Linked DNA regions of Bos taurus: region 1 is linked to region 2. A link is a contact called in public Hi-C data. All regions are on one chromosome and are shown on one strand. The core of a region is the stretch at or near the end of the contact, and the rest is flanking DNA. Distances in the headings are between cores, read along the strand shown.

Evidence for each region. A called contact is a pair of places that touch in the nucleus more often than the background predicts.
Region 1: a contact with region 2 is called in a Hi-C map of liver, with 2.6 times the contacts expected there. The contact joins two enhancer-like sites. A contact is called at or near these places in 2 of 11 Hi-C or Micro-C datasets (liver and skeletal muscle).

Annotation. Positions count from the first base shown.
Region 1 is chr5:111,603,439-111,606,138 of ARS-UCD2.0, forward strand. It overlaps TNRC6B (trinucleotide repeat containing adaptor 6B), which reads left to right. Exons shown (of 23, transcript NM_001192655.2): 4 at 1-169; 5 at 2,503-2,700. Among named protein-coding and RNA genes, the nearest start is that of ADSL, 71 kb to the right of the region's middle. Within about 2 kb of position 1,308, at least 42 of the 102 cell types and tissues checked have an H3K27ac peak or open chromatin away from gene starts, as enhancers often do. A contact at or near this core is called in liver, where this site is marked.
Region 2 is chr5:111,540,853-111,543,552 of ARS-UCD2.0, forward strand. The region is part of intron 1 of TNRC6B (trinucleotide repeat containing adaptor 6B); the gene reads left to right. Among named protein-coding and RNA genes, the nearest start is that of TNRC6B, 14 kb to the left of the region's middle. Within about 2 kb of position 1,394, at least 24 of the 102 cell types and tissues checked have an H3K27ac peak or open chromatin away from gene starts, as enhancers often do. A contact at or near this core is called in liver, where this site is marked.

The DNA.
Region 1 (2,700 bases), core at 58-2,557, 62 kb after region 2:
TGCCAGCAGGACCACAAAGTGTTACTAAAACGTGGGCAGCCCCCTCCACCGTCCTGCATGCTCCTCGGGGGCGGGGCAGGGCCTCCTCCCTCCACGGCGCCCGGAGCAAACCCCAACAACGCACAAGTGACAGGAGCGCTGCTGCAGAGCGAGGGTGGGACCGCGCCAGGTGAGTGCGCCTCGGCAGGCGGACGGGGCGAGGGGGCCCGGGACGGCTGCAGGGGGCCAGCGCGCCACTCTGTGTTGCCTGTCTACTGCCCACAAGAAGCGTTGATTATGCAGACTTAGTTAGTGTTAGACACTGGGTCATGTCCGACTCTTTGCGACCCCATGGGCTGTAACCTGTCAGGATCCTCTGTCCATGGGATTCCCTAGGCAAGAACACTGGAGTGGGTGACTATTCCTGTAGACTCTTGGGGTTATTCAGAAGATGGAGGAGGAGCCCAGTGTGAGATGTGTACCAGCATTTCTCTCCTGAAACTGGATTTCAGGGTCTGGTGAGTGTGCTCTTGGCCTGCTGCTCTTTGTCCACATTCTTTGGCTCCTTTTTTCCCTTCTTAGACGAGAGCATTACAATTCAAGCCCCCATAGCTCCAGGTGCCTCTTCAGGTGTGAACTGGGGCGACTAGAAATGAGACTAGTGCAGAGGCTGGTTCTGAATCTCAAGACGTGCATGTTTATGTTCCTGGAGCTCTGGGAACAGAGAGAGAATGGTCTCTTAGATTATAATGGAGAACTTAGGGGGAATTCCACATAATGCCATCCTTTTACCAGATTTCTAAGATCAATGTTTCTTTATAGAGAGCCCTGGATTTTGAGCTCTGTTAAAAACTGTATGTAGGTATAAGGAATCTTTACCTGAAGGGCTCTGCTGGAAGTTTTGAGAGTTTTTTAATAGATGAATACTTAACAGCCAACAGCTAAGAACTTCCAAATATCATCCCCCATTTTTTAAAAAATTGTCAAAAGATTTCCACTTATTCTTACAAATGTTTTTTTGAGACTACATTAAAATTCAGAGCTTGAAGACCATCAAGCATTGGCAAGGACAATGAATTGGTGGTTGTTAATGGTAGGATGCTTTATTCTAGTTCTAATTTGGACATACAATTGCCTAGAGAATTTTCTTTTACCAGCTTATGTGCAAAGTAAAGATGGAGAGAAAGCTGGCAGTGACATAGGCCTTCATATAGAGACAAGCCCTGTTCATGAGGCTTCCTTTGGTAGCCGTCAGGACAGGCCCAGCCCAGACAGAGAAAGGCCTCCTGGCCCTTCCTTCCTGGCCCCTCGTCACCAGCTGCAAAGGGAAGTGCGAGGGGGTGTTTGTGTCGGGCACTTCAGCAGCTGAGTCTCGCCAGGCCTGGACGTAGACGTGGGTCCAGCATGAGTCACTCTTCTGTTTACATTCTTAAAACCGAGGAGGCCCCTGATCTCAGGAGTTTGAGATTCCCCGCTTCCTTCCTTTATATGGTGCTTTTTTTTTTTTTGAACTTCATATTGATTTAAAGCTGTTTGGTTAAAAAGAACTGAAATAAGTTTAGAGGAAATTATTGGTCTTAAAAACAGGTCATTCCCCCTCCCTCCCGCACCAATCAAATATGCTCTGAGCCAGACTCTTTTTATCAAGTTCCTTGGGCATACAGACTGATTCATGCTTGTCTGCCCCGGCATCTAGCTGGGTGGGCATTCATCATTCAGCAGCTGCTTACTGAGCAGCAGTGCCCTGGCTGCCACATGGAATTCAAACGTTAGCAAGATAGGTCTCTGCCTGGAGGGCATTCATGTGAGGGAAGGAAGAGGTAAATGCAATACACGGAGCAAAACAGCTCCAGACAGAGAGAGGCTGTTTTCAGGTGGCGAGCTCAAAAAAACTTCATAGAGGTGGCACTTGAACTGGGCCCAGAAAGATGGATAGATTTCAGTGTGTGAATTCCCAAGGAAAAACAATAGAGGCCCATGGGGAATGGAGCCGGGGTGAGAAGGTGCAGTTTGTAGAGTGTGGGCATCATCAGAGAAAGCAGGGAAAGAGGAAAATGGAAAAGTCAGTGGGTCCCAGGTTGTGGAGCATCTAGGTCAGACCTCAGGCCCAAGAGTTTAGCTTTATTCTTACGCACTACGAAACTCTCCAGTGTTCTCCATAGAGCAGTGATATAATCAAAGGTGTGCTTTATTAATACTAGGGGTGTTTAGAGTGGGTTGTAGCTGTAAAGCAAGGATAGGCTATTTACTGCATTGTCTCAAGATACGGGAAGCTCCTTCTCTGTCCCTGGAAGTAGCACGAGGGTAGCTTTGAGAGGCCCTGGGGGTTGGAGTTAGCAAATACACCAGCCAGGCAAGACAGAAGCGACTTCTCAGACAGGCATGACACGGTTAAGCAAGGCAGGCAGTGGGCAGAGAACTAGTTTGTGGGGAAGTGACGAGCTCACTTTTGGGGCAGTTTGAGCTCGAGGTGTTGAGATGATGCACGAGCCACTGTGATTAATGACACCATCTCTTTCTCAGAGTCAACCCTTGGAGGTGCTGCTGCTTCAAATTATGCAAATTCCACTTGGGGCCCGGGAGCCTCCTCCAACAGCGGCGCCTCCCCCAACCCCATTCACATCTGGGACAAGGTGATTGTAGACGGGTCTGACATGGAAGAGTGGCCTTGCATTGCCAGCAAAGACACTGAGTCTTCTTCCGAAAACACCACCGATAACA
Region 2 (2,700 bases), core at 144-2,643:
CAAAAGAGTAGAATGGACAGTCTCAGAATAAGAAACATTTTACTAAGTTGAATGTAGCTTTATGAAGACTATTACATGGGGAATGCAGATCAGCACAGATACAGGAGTTCAGCGTTAGGGAACCACCCTAATTATAGACCATCTCTTAGCATGTATTACAATTAACTATGTGCTCGCTGGTTTTATTAGCCTCACTCATAGAAATACAAGTTCTGAGACTGCCTTCCTTCATTCTTATTTATTGACTGATGATGGTTACTGTGTCACAGGAACTCACACTTAAAAAAAAAATTACTCCCTCTGAATATACTGTAACCAGATGACCATTCTACTTTAACATAAGAAGAAAAAAAAGCCAAGTCCATTAGGTGCTAAGCAGTTGTAGAATCTAGAAGATTCTATTCTAGTTGTAGAATTTAGAACATTCTGTTCTATTCAGAGCCTGTTCCAAAGTTGATCTAATTTAATGAGGTATACAGCTGACCCTTGAACAATGCTGGGGTTAGGGACGACAGTCCCCTCTGGTTGAAAACCCGCATGTGAATTTACAGTCAGCCCTTCGTATCCGCAGTCCTGCATCTACGGATTCAACTGTCAAGTGTTTACTCTTGAAAAAAAATCCACGTGTTAGTGCACACGCACAGTACAAACACTGGTTGTTCAAGGGTCAGCTGTATAGTCTTGGTGATTTTGTGAAAGAGGCCATTAGATCACGAAACTAAATAATATTATGTACATTTCTGCCAGTCTGTTGGCTCTTGTTGACTTGTAAATAATGTCCATAGCTGATTTTCTGTCATACTACATATTATTTTTATGTCCACCCTCCCACTCTCACATCTTAAACGACAGAGACATTAAATCTGGCAGCCACACATCAAATGTCCCCTCTGTCCATCTTCAGCGAGAGAAAGTGCTTTTCCAATGCACTTTACTCCTGTAATCAAGGGGCGCATGGCCAGCGGCTCACTGGTCTGCCCTGCTGTGATAATGCTATCAGCTGGCTGTGGGAGTGGCCGTCCCCATGAGGGCTTTGACTTCTCCTCATCAGAGTCCTCTGGCCAACAGAGGAAGAGGGGAGAGTTTGGGGTTAGCAGTGTAGGTAGGGTGTTTAGAAGCAGTATTGTGCTGGTAGACGGGTGAGCAGGGTATACTCTGCGTCCTGTGTACTTGAAAAAAATTACTACCTAAGTATTTGTTCATCAGGCACTGTAGGTTGATGGGAATAGTATAAAGATAAAGACCTGGTTTTTCTTTTTGGAACACAACCAGTAATATGAGCCTGCCTGTAATAAAAACAGGCATGATGCCAAGAGATCCTGGAGGTTGGAGGCAGAGCCTAGGGCGCTTAGGGAAGATTCCACCAAAGAGGAAGCATTTGACCTGAGTCATCATTGGTGTTTATTTTTTTTTAATATTTATTTAGCTGTGCTGGGTCTTAGTTGCAGCATGCAGACTCTTCGATCTTTGTTGCGGAACTTGTACTCTTAGTTACAGCATGTGAGCTTTAGTTCCCTGACCAGGAATCAGATCCGGGTCCCCTGCATTGGGAGTGCCGAGTCTTAGCCTCTGGACTACCAGTGAAGTCCTTGAACTGAGTCTTTAAGGGAAGTTAGGAGTTGCTTGAGGAAGGCTAAGAACTGAGGTTCTGAAGTCAGGACTGATGTATGGTTAGGTCAACCCACTGTTGGGCAAGTAATATCTGTGTGCCTCAGCTTTTTCACTTGTGAAATGGGAGGTAATAGCAGTACCTGGAGTCAGTGTTAGCTACTGTTCTCATACATTCTATTGCTAGGCAGAGGAAGTGGCTTGAAGAGAGGCGAGGACTTGGGGGTGGGGGGAGTATGAGAAATGGTGAGATGTTCGAGTAGGCTGCCTGGAGGAGAGGGGAAGAAGGGTTGGTTGGATTTTGTGTTCTAAGGAATCTGAATTTTATCCCATAGAAAGCAGTTTTAAAACCTCAACTTGCCAGGGCTTCCCTGGTGGCCCAGTGGTTAAGAATCCACCTGTCAATTCAGGGGACACAGGTTTGATCGCTGGTCCAGGAAATTTCCACACGCCTAGGAGCAGCTAAGCCCGTGGGCCACAGCTGCTTAGCCGGTGCCCTAGAGCTCGTGCTCCGCAAGAAAAGAAGCGCTCTTAGTTAGAGCCACCGCGATGAGAAGCCCGCACACTGCAACTAGAGAAATTTCTCACACATTAGCAAAGACCCAGCGCAGCCAAAAATAAACAAACAAACAACTGTTCTCAATGTAAAAAAAAAATCTCAACTTGCTTCTGTTGATCTCTGTGTTGGGATCTGATACAGGAGGAAGCATTGGGGGCAGTCAAAGCAAGAGGAGAGATTGGAAAATGTAAATTAAGTGAGTGACGGTACAGATGGCAAGAACTAGATTTTAGAAACAATTTGGTATTTCTAAATGGTGAAGTCCACTGGATGTGAGAAAGAGGGAGGAATTGTGCACAGGCCCCAGGCAGAGTGGAATGGGTGATGCCAGGAGTGGGAATGGGCATTCATTGGGTGGGGCAGAGGTGTTGAATTTGTAAAAGGGTGACGGTGGGGCTGACAGGCTTGTGTGTGCTTTGGACATGTTTGAGATCTTTGCTGGACATTTAGTATAACTTGCCTGGCATGCTGCGGTCCATGAGGTCGCAAAGAGTCGGACACGAGCGAGCGACAACTGAACTGAACTGACAAGT